2 separate regions of the Sus scrofa genome follow, and region 1 is linked to region 2. Evidence: chromatin contacts called from public promoter capture Hi-C data. All regions are on one chromosome and are shown on one strand. The core of a region is the stretch at or near the end of the contact, and the rest is flanking DNA. Distances in the headings are between cores, read along the strand shown.

The links. Promoter capture Hi-C pulls out the DNA fragments that hold promoters and counts their contacts.
Region 1: a promoter capture Hi-C map of liver shows a contact between it and region 2, with 5 times the contacts expected there. The contact joins the promoter of EVA1A here to the promoter of GCFC2 in region 2. A contact is called at or near these places in 1 of 5 promoter capture datasets (liver), 11 of 47 Hi-C or Micro-C datasets (alveolar macrophages, embryonic fibroblasts, epiblast stem cells and 8 more) and 1 of 2 datasets of contacts at active chromatin or transcription factors (alveolar macrophages).

What each region holds. Positions count from the first base shown.
Region 1 is chr3:67,708,256-67,713,427 of Sscrofa11.1, forward strand. EVA1A (protein eva-1 homolog A) reads left to right here and starts at 2,660. Exons shown (of 2, transcript XM_021087316.1): 1 at 2,660-2,792. The coding sequence starts at 2,660.
Region 2 is chr3:67,545,617-67,551,420 of Sscrofa11.1, forward strand. GCFC2 (GC-rich sequence DNA-binding factor 2) reads left to right here and starts at 2,187. Exons shown (of 17, transcript XM_021087312.1): 1 at 2,187-2,521. The coding sequence starts at 2,245. LOC106509776 (a long non-coding RNA gene) reads right to left here and starts at 2,125. Exons shown (of 3, transcript XR_001307629.2): 1 at 1,669-2,125; 2 at 676-736.

The DNA.
Region 1 (5,172 bases), core at 1,410-3,909, 160 kb after region 2:
GTAATGGATGTGGGATGGTGTCTCCTTTTGTTTTTGATTTGCATTTCCTGATGATTAGTGATGTTTAGCATCTTTTCATGTGCTTGTTGTTGGCCAGTCATAAATCTTCTTTGGGGAAATATCAAGTCCTTTGCCAGGTATTTAATCAGGTTGTTTTTTGTTGTAGTTGAGTCGTAGGGGTTTTTAAAAAATGTAATCCAGATATTAACTCCTCATCAGATATATGATTTGCAAATATTTTCTCCCATTTCATGGGCTGTCTTTTCATTCTGTTGATTGTATCCTTTGAGGCCCAGAAGTTTAAGTTTTGATGTAGTCCAAATTATCTATCTTGCCTGGGCTTTTGGTACCATATCCATGAAATCATTGCCAAATCTAGAATCATGAAACTTTCCCCTTATGTTTTCTTCAACAGTTTTATAGTTTTAGCTCTTCCATTTAGGTCTTTTATCCATTTTTAGTTAATTTTTTAATATGGTATAAGGGTTCAATTTCGTTCTTTTGCATGTGGATATCCAGTTTTCTCAATACGACTGTTCTTTCCAGATTGAATAGCCTTGGCTTCCTTGTTAAAAATAGTTTAACCATATATTTAAGGTTTTATTTCTGGGCTCTCTATTTTATTCCATCTTCCACATGCCTGTCTACACTGTTTTGTTTTTTTGTTTGTTTTGTTTTTGTTTTTTGGCTGCACTTGTCACATATGGAAGTTCCTGGGCCAGGGATCAAATCCAAGCCCCAGGTGTGACCTACGCCATAGCTATGGCAATGCTGTATCCTCAGCCCACCATGCCACAGTGGGAACTCCTTGTCTGTACTGTTTTGATTATTGTAGCTTTGTAATAAGTTTTTGAATTCAAGAAGTGTGAGATTTCTAACTTTGTTTTTGTTAAGATTGTTTTGGCCATTTGGATTTCTTGATAATATATAAGAATTTTAGTATGGGTTTTTCTATTTCTAAACAAAGAATGTCCTTTGGATTTTGAGACTAATGTAGAACTTTTGCATTCTCTCTTAAACATTAGCCAGATAGGATAAGAAGGGGGAGGACATTTAGGAAAAAGGAAGAGGATTTCCAGATTTCTTTAGTTTCCCAAAATACACTAAGCTGGTATTATTGGAGCATTAGGCATCCTGTACCTCTGTGTATATGTGTAAGAATGTAGACTTGGGTAGGAGATAAATTAGGAGCTAAAATAGAGGTCAGATATTGTTAAGTGCATGTGTGTTGTATCAAGAAGTTTAATGGAGATTAGTTGAAGGGTAGAACTATGGAGTGAAGTGATCAGATTTATACTATATAAAGATAACCCTGTTGGTGAGAGTGGGTGCTAGATTGGATAGGGAAGAGGTATTGGAAGAAGCATCATGTAGGAGACTGTTGGAAAACCCCCAGAAATGAATTGATGAGACTTGCACTATGGTAGAATTAATGGAGATAAACAGGAGGAAATGGGCCTGAAACAGCTTTGTCCCACTATATACTCAAAAATATTCCAGTGACTTCACTCTCTTGCTAGTCCTAAAGTCCTCAGAACAGTCTCTGAACTCAGAGTGGTAGTTCCAACTCTTCGCCTGTGTCATCTAGTTGTCACTTTTTAAGAGCTTGAATGACTGTTGAGGGAATCTCTGTCTTCTGGCTCAGAAGGATAGGGGGCCCTCCACAGAGGCTAGCTCCTTCTCAGAGCCCCCAAGCTCCTGGCTCCTCATCCTGCCACTCTCTGGGCCTCTGGCTGCTCCAAGGACCTTGTGTTCATTTCTGTCTTACCCATGGGTTGGTCTGTCTTTCCTTGCCATGGTCTTCCCTAAGCCCATTGGAATCCACTAAAGTAAGAGTTGTCTTATCTGTTGTGACCCATGCCATCCACCTATGAAACTGCAGCTCTCTCTCTAAATGTGATCCATGTGACCCACCTGAGAACCTGTTTCTTCTGCAAGGACTGGAGCCTTCTACTTCTCTAGCTTTTCCTAACCTGACATCCCTCCTTACCCTGTGACTGACTGTGCATATGGGTTTCACTGGCCCATCACAGTCGCAGGTGGATTCGTGAAGCCTGGGGCAGGGGGTGGGCTCAAGCTCCCAAGTTCTCAGAGCTGTTTTCAAACTGGAACCACTTTGGAAGTTCTGGAATAGTCGGCTCTGACTCATTGCCAAGAATGCACACTCAGTGATAAGTGGGATGAGGCAAACTGATCAAAGTACACAAGTGCCATCAGTACAGGGGAGAGCAGAGCCAGGTGAAGAGCAGGCTGTGGCTTGGGGTTAAAATGCAGTGATTAGAGGGATGATGGACTATGCCTCAGAGGCAAACCAGGGAGAATGCAATGAAAAGTATCAAGGAAAGGTGAAGGAGAAGTGTTAAAAAGGGAATTTTGGAGAAGATGAGGAAGAAAAAGGAGAGAGGCTAGAGAAAAACAGATTTAAGGGGTCGCTGTTTCCTTGAAAGCCAAGAAGCTTGTAGAGCAAAGAGGACAAGATCCCAGATCTTTGCAGCCACCTGGCTGAGAAGGTTGGCTGGCATTTAGGGGACTAGCTTTTGATCTTGAGCCCAGGCTACCCGGAACATGGCCTCAGGAAATCACAATGTGTTCTCATCACTTACTTTGTGTTCCCAAACAGAAGAGAAGAGAGGGAGGGTGGCCAACTTGATCCAGCTGAAGCATCTCCAGGAGGCCTCCTCTGGATGTCCCATCGAGGCTGCCCTTCTGCTACAACGCGGAATTGGTGATCCCCGAGCACGTGGACATGGCTTTGCTCAGCAATATCCTAGCAGCCTATTCCTTTGTCTCAGGTAGTTGTCCAATCTTGGCTGAGCCAGGGCTGAGGTGTGGGGCTGGGCTGAGCTGTCTCCTGGGTGGGGTTTCTGGCCTTACACTCAGGAGAGAGATGCTCTGCCGTCATGACAGAGGGGCTCTGCAGGACTCAGTTTTGAGATGAAATGTCTTCTGGTTTGAGAGTTAAGCTTGACATCCTCTAATCTGGCAAATGGGGGTTCTAAGAGCTTCATCTTGGTGAAAATGTTTGGTTTCCTTTTGCGCTTAAATGAGTGAAATGAAGTAGCCTGGGGCTTCTGTCATTAAGCATTTGACTATGATGTGAAAGGTTAGAATAGAGTGCTCTCAGCCTAATTATTTCTAGGTAGTGGTTCTCAACCCCACTCAGGGCCTGTGTGTGTGTGTGTGTGTGTGTGTGTGTGTGTGTGTGTGTGTGTGTGTGTGTGTGTATTCTGTGTTTGAGGGGCTGTTTGAGGTGTTTGATAACCTTCTGGGAGACATTCAGACAGAAAGTGCTTGAATCTGGGAGAGTCTAATATTTGCCTCTTCCTTGGTCCAAAGTTGTTTTCTTTTAGGAAAATGACGGATTTTTTTCCTCAAGAGCATTTCCTTTTTTTTTTTTTTTTTTTTTCCTATTTTCTTTTTAGGGCCGCACTTGCAGCATATGGAGGTTCCCAGGCTAGCGACTGAACTGGAGCTGGAGCTGCCAGTCAAAGCACAGCCATAGTAACTTGGGATCTGAGCTGCGTCTGTTACTTACACCACAGCTCACGGCAACACCAGATCCTTAACCCACTAAGAAAGCCCAGGGACCAAACCTGCATTCTCATGAATACTATTTGGGTTTGTTACTTTTGAGCCACAACGGGAACTCCTCTTCAAGATCATTTCTTGAGAACAGGAGCTATTCATATAAAAGGAGTCATTTAAAAATACATGAAAATGTACCTTAATAAGGTGAAATTTTTAAACATACATGAAAATGCTCTACAATTTGATGACCAAACTGATTTTCTGTTGCTTGAGTGAGGTTTTTTTTTTTTTTTTGGTCTTTTCTAGGGCCACACCCACAGCATATGGAGGTTCCTAGGCTAGGGGTCAAATCGGGGCTGTAGCCACTGGCCTACACCACAGCTCACCACAACACTGGATCCTTAACCCAGTGAGAGAGGCGGGGGATCGAACCTGCAACCTCATGATTCCTAGTTGCATTCGTTAACCACTGAGCCACGACGGAAACTCCCTTGAGTGAGTTTTTAAGTTTCGGGTAGCTTGCTTTTGCTTTATTTTATTTTGTTCCACATCTCTGGTTGCTGTAAAAAAAAGAAAGGGCTGAGGCTCTGATTAAGTTTCTCCTGGGGGAAATGGTTTAATTTTCTAGCTCTCTAGTCAGTGTTGATATGTGGTTACCTCAGAGTTCAGATGCAAACCTGAATTTCTATTTACAATGGCAAATCCAAGCCAAGTCTGAGGGTAAAGGAAGTTCATGGCTTCTCTTTGAGAAAGCATTTTGCACGATGTGCAACCTGAGTTTAGAAAGGAGAACTTCTCAGAAACCTGGCCACTCTTGGTGGTTGGCAAGATGAAGCAGGTAGTTTTCACCTGCCTCAAGTCCAAGGTTTTCCCTTCTCAGACAGCAAAGGCTCAGGTCATCAGCCAGCTCCTCACCTCCCTAAGGAAGTTCAGTTCCTGGGGCCTCCTCACCTGGGTACCCACACATCAGAGGAGTCTCAGTTCTGCTCTTTCTTCTAGGCTACTCTGGGGAGAAAGGACATTGGAGCTAGAAAAGAGATATTTGAACCAGGTATCATGTTTTCACAAGCCATTGAATGATGATCCCCTCAACTCTATAGTGGAGACACCCCAAAATCAAGTGGGGGGAGTGACAGGGAGGGCCTGGAGTTTCCAAGGCCTCAGATGACATTTGCAAATAAGCTGTTATAAGAAAATATCTCGGGTGAGGGCAAACAGGCTACTCAGCTTTGGAGCTCTGCTCAGCACAGGAAGTACCTGGCAGCTTTCCATTTCGTTCAGCATGACCCTGAGTTGTGATCCTTGAGTGTGGTAACTCACTGAACAGCCGGGTGTTTACAGGTGTCTCATGATCTTGTTAAGGTGAAAGGGCGCATGGTCCTGTTTTTCTCCCCATTTCAACCTTTTCTTTTCCCATTCCATATTCTGGAATTAAATATTGCTTAGGATGTAGGAAGAAAATGTTTCTTTTAAGTAAATAAGGGCTGAGATAAAAGAGAATGTAAGGAAATGGAAAATAGTATGGCTAAATACAATGCATTAGATCCAGTAAATAGACTTGGTGGTTAAAAATTCATTCTGAGGAGTTCCCATCGTGGCGCAGTGGTTAACGAATCCGACTATGAACCATGAGGTTGCGGGTTC
Region 2 (5,804 bases), core at 937-3,436:
ATATGCCTGATAAGAGATTAATATCCAACACATACAAAGTACTACAGTCCATTTACAAAGCAAAACCAGCCACAACAAAATCAAATAACCCAATTTCAAACCGATAAAATATTTGAATAGGCTTTCTCCACAGAAGCCAACAAGTATGTGAAAGATGCTTCACATCAGTAATCATCAGGGAAATGCAAATCAAAACCAAGAAGATATCACTTCGAATCTATTAGGATGTCCAGTACCAATCAGCCAATCAATAGTCAACAAGTGTTGCAAGGTTGTGGAGAAACTGGAACGCTTGCACACTGTTGGTGGTAACGTGAAATGCTGCAGTTGCTATGGAAAACAATACGGAAAGTCCTTCAGAATTTAAAAATAAAACTACCATGTGATCCAGCAATCCCACTTCTGGGTATTTACCCAGAAGAATTGAAATCAAGATCTTGAAGACATTTGCACTCCCACATTCACTGCAGCACTAATTCACAATAGCCAAGATGTAGAAGCCACCTAAATATCCATTGTCCAATGAATAGATAAAGAAAACGTGGTATATACAGACAATAGAATATTATTCAGCCTTTAAAAAGAAGGAACCCCTGCAATATGCTACAAAATGGATGGACTTTGAAGATATTACTTTAAGTCACAGAAGGATAAATATTGCATGGTTCTACTTACATGAGGTATCTGAAAGGGCCAAACTCATAGAAGCAGAAAGGAGAATGGTGGTTGCCAGGGTCTAGGAGGAGAAGGAACAAAGAGTTAAATTACAACAGGTAAAACATTTCAGTTAAAATGACAAAGTTCTAGAGATGTGCTTTACAACAATGTGCTTATAATTCACAATACTGTACTGTACACTTAAAATTTTGTTAAGAGGGTAGATCTGATGTTAAATATTTTGAGTATATATTTTTTAAGTAATTTCCAATCTGTAGGGCTAACTTGGATGTACTAACTGATCATCAGGACCAGGACCTCCATGCATATTGCGACCCTCTGGTCCCAGGCCAAGGATCTCATCATAGTAAATGCAAGAAAAAAAAATGATGCTGAAAAAATGAAAGCACAAAGGTCCATACTTTTATAGATGCATTTCCACAAAACTGTTTTTAATTGCCAAAGAACAGTGTGATACTTTACTTACAAATAAGACTTATCAAAATTTTTATCTGATAAATTTTGACATAATTTGGCTTAACATGGCAATATATCCATTACTTATAACAAGACAGAAAGAAAAAATAGCTCTATGAGAAAGGAGGCATTTTCCAAAAGATTGACATAATCCTTTTGTAAGTAGCACATTTATCACTAGAGGGCGCTCAGAACCCACTAACCAATGCCTAATAACGCTGACTAAAACATTTCACTAATGGGAAGAAAAAAAAAAAAACAAAACGGCTTAAGTAATACATTGGTTTCCAAAAGTTGGAGAATATTTCATATGCCAATTTTCTTCAGTTACTAACCTCTGAAAATTTAAGTTATTTTAAAAAGGTGAATAATGCAAAGTCTCCTAATAACCAGCTAATCAATAAGTTAGTATTGTAAATAAGTATAGTGGGGATAGATAAGATATATGGCGTTATTCATGCTCTCTGGGGGGGGGGAAATCCTAATATTCATGAGAAAGGGCAAATAATATAAGATAGTGATGATTATGGGTACCTGGAAAGGCTTCTTGCTCTCTGGTTGCTCTTTACTTGTTTCTATCTGTAATTCTAAGAGGCCATCCTTTTTATCTCTGTGCTTTTCTTCTTGATTGTTGCTTACTTGTGCAGTATCATTTCTGTGTAGATGTTACTGTTTAGCTTCCAGAGACAATCTCTTACACAGTGTAGGCTTATTTGTTTTAATTCTTGTTTAGAAAGAGAACTTCACTTTCTCCAGAAAGTCGAAGAGTGGATCCAGTCCAGGATGTGGGCACAACGCCTGAGTCCCAGACAGGGTTTGCACAAAGAGAGCCTGTGAGTGCTGCTCTCCATAGCAGTTAGCTTGAGGAACCTGCGGTAATCTCTTCGCGAGCACCTGCATAAACTGACCTTGCAAAGAGAACGCCGCACATCCCTAGAAACCCCGGGAGACGAGTTGGGTCGTACAGAACGAAAAAAGAAAACTACGCATGCGCATGGCGAAGCCGGCGTCGAAGCCGCTTGGCTCCCGCGCGCTTACGGGGCGGCGAGGCGGGAGGCGGGAGCGTGCGCCTGCGCGGAAGCCGTAGACCTGGTGTGTCTGGGTTCGGTCATGGCTCACAGACCGCAGAGGACTTTTCGGCAGCGCCGAACTGACTCTAGCGACAGCGACAGCGGCCAGGAACCAACTGCCGAACCAGGGGTGCCCGGAGAGCAAGTAGCCCCGGGCCCTGCGGAGGAAGGAATGCTGTCCGAAGGAGGCTGCGCGGAAGTGGCAGAACGGCTCCGCCGGGCCCGGGGCGGGGGCCGGGGCCGGGGCCGGGTCTGGGCGAGTTCCCGGCGCGCGGCGAAAGCGGCTCCGCGCTTGGACCCAGGATCGGATGCCCCAGGTGACACAGGGCGGCGGCGTGGGTGCCCGGGGCGGGGGCGGGAGGAAGACCCCGAGGAGTTAGGGTGGTTTCGGATCTAACCCGGTGCTTACCAGGATGTGGGCTGCATCGCAGGAATAGTAAGCATGACAGCCTGCTTGCGAACACCCGCCCGCTGCTGGCATCTCCACACTGGGCTCCCAGGGGCAGTAGAATGAATCCTGTTAAGTTTGGGCTCCTCTGTTTTGCAACATCAAATGAACCTTCACCAATTATAGCTTTAGTGCTGCACCTGATGCTTATGAGGAACCTAAATCGCCCCAGAAGAGTTAAAAAATTTTCTGATATTTCTAAGTAAGTGGTAATACTTTCTGGAAACGTCCCTAATTGTTTTTCTAGAAAACATCTAACTGGATGGAATGGTACGCTGGAAAAATTTAGGTGACAGGCTTTGGGACATTTTACTTTTTTTAATTTAAACCATTATTTAAAGAAAAGATTATGTCACTAACAGTAGGTAAATGACACTGTAGACTGCCAATAATGATGTTAAATACAATGTAAATTTTGAGATACCTTTGTGTTCCTAAAAATAGGATTCAGGTAGCATCAAGTTGTTTACATAAGGTGTGTTCTTTTTTGAAATGGAGTTTAATAAGAATGGTTAGTCGAGGAAAAAAATTCTCACCACTCTTCGGTGATTTCTTAGTCAGTGTTATAATCACTTGTTTATATGAAGTGTGATTTTTTTTAAATGCTTTTGTATGTTAAGTCATCTGGTTAAACTATCAGGGAGAATTGAGGCCAGCACTTGCTGTTTCACTTGCTTTGTAAAACAGTGGTACTCAAGCTTTTTGGTCTTGAGTATAAAGGGTAAACCTTCATACTTTTAAAAATTATTAACGATCCCAAAGAGCTTTTGGTTCTGTAGATTATTCTGTAATATTTGCCGTATTAGAAATTAAGATTAAATTTTTACTCTTTTAAAATTAATTCATTACATGTAAGGAAAGAAACTTTTTTTATGAAAAATAACTATTTGCCAAAAAAGAGTAAGAGTATCATTGTTTTGACTTGGGGTTTTTTATTTTGTTCTGTTTTTGTTTTTTGTTTTTATGGCTTTTGAGGTTTTTTTGGCCAATCCCGCTGGATGTGGAAAAACTAGAGCCAGGAATCAAAATCTATGCCACAGCAGCGTTCTGATCCACAACAGTGCTCACATTGGGTCCTTAACCTGCTATACCACCAGGGAACTCCAGAGTGACGTCGTTTTGAGTTTGAATCTCTTTAACATCTAGCATAATGGGAGACAGCTGAATTCTCAAAACTATTTCTGTATTCAACCTGTTTAAATATATTTTGTTTTTGATTTTGAAGAAAAGCACAGATAGATGGTTACCAGTCCTCAATAGCCTTTTTGGTTTATGGAGGTTATTGTGCTTTAATGTGACAATGCAGCTCTCAACACGTGATACATTCTCAAAGGTTAGTTTGCAACATGGAAGCTAAAACTCTATCTTCTTTTTTTTTTTTTTGTACTCCATTAGATTAAAATCTTTTGGTGTGTTTTGTACTTTAAAAGAATCTTTTACCCAGGTATGAGTAGTAACATCATGCATTGATTCTTTGAGAAGTGTTGGTTCACTGAGTTGCAGTTTTTGCAGGTGTTGGTATATCTAATTACACGCTATCCAAAAAAACCCTCAATGCTACTACTATATCATCAGTCTTTTAGTATTGGAAAGCTATCAAGTTCTCAAGAGGATATAAGTTTTCTCAAAATTCCAGCCTTCATTTGAAATCAATAATTCTTGAAGTGATATTTTGCTCATTTTGAGAATGTTTGTCAGATATCCATGTCTGAATAAATAGTTTGTCATTCTCTGAAGGCAAATGGTATTCCTGCTCAAATGCAGTGGCAAAGTTCAACTTGCATCTCATCACACAGTGCTTTTTCTTGAGGCAACCATTGCATTTGAGTATGCCCCAGAAGTACTTTATGCATGCTTCCATTTTGATTTACAGAATATTAAAAAGATACGTCCTCAGGATCAAGATTTAATAAAATTTTGCATTGCTTCATTAAGAAACGTGAGTGAAACTGGATGTTTTTATTGCCACTGCATGTTAGCAAAGAAGCTACTACTGCTTCTGTGGTCATATCCCTGTTATGACTCAGACTGAAATATCAGCAGTTTTACCAACCCCTGTTTTTACTTCATTTTGTAAATATCAATGGTAAAGTGTGTGTAACATGTTAATAGTGTGATGGAAGCAGTTTTGGCTTATAGCTGTCTAAAAGTGTTCGAGAGACCTCTAAGGGTTGATGGACTATACTCTTAAGAACCATTGCTTTGGTGTAACTTTTCTTCACTTTAGGAAGATATAGGAGTTGTCATAAATAGCAGTAGCTAAGAAAGATGTAAACTGTAGCTATTTTCCTCTGTCTTTTAAGTTTGGTTTCTTAACTCTAGACTTTTTTGAAATGTATAAGGGATATAAACATCTAATTAAGGGATGTTTTTAAGGTAAAGAGTACTATTTATGTAATCTTGAGTTTTAAGGTTATTCACAAATATGACAAAATAATTGTGAATTAACAAGTCCTTTCTTTGTCAATAATACCATGAATTCCTTTACATTTTGTTCATTCAGTTCTTGAATACCTCTGTGAGAGTTATCATTGAATATTACCTTTAATAGATTAATTGACTGTGTCCTTTCCAGAATCGTACAGTGGAAATAGATTTATGATTTGGTTTGAGACCACAGTGCTCGTTATAGTACTCCTTAACCACCAGCCCTTGATATGTGTCATAATATTTATGAGAGCCTAAATTCCAGAGTTGGATGAAATTAGATTGAAAGCCCTGCTTCTGCATTTAATAACTTTGTGACACTTTGTTATTTAGCCTCTCCATTCCTTAGTGTCCTCATCAGTAATAGCATTTACTTTATAGAATTGCATTAAATGAAACATACCTTGTGAAACAGACTTCAGTATGCCTAGTACATACTAGTGTAGTGTATGTGAAGTGTTCTTTTCTTTTTTTACTTATTTGCTACCACTGCTTTCCTCACTGTCTTAAATATTCCTTCATTTCTTGTCATTTTGTTTCTCCTATGTTCCCTTTCCTCTTTTCATTTCATTCTTTAAGGGAGGATTTTACTAGTTAAGTAGATAGTGCAAATAGGATAAGCCCTTGTACATTTATCAGACCATCTGTTGATTTCAGAAAGAATGGAAGTTAGGGACAGATCTGCATTAGATCTACCTTAATTTAAGTATGTGGAGTAAAATGAA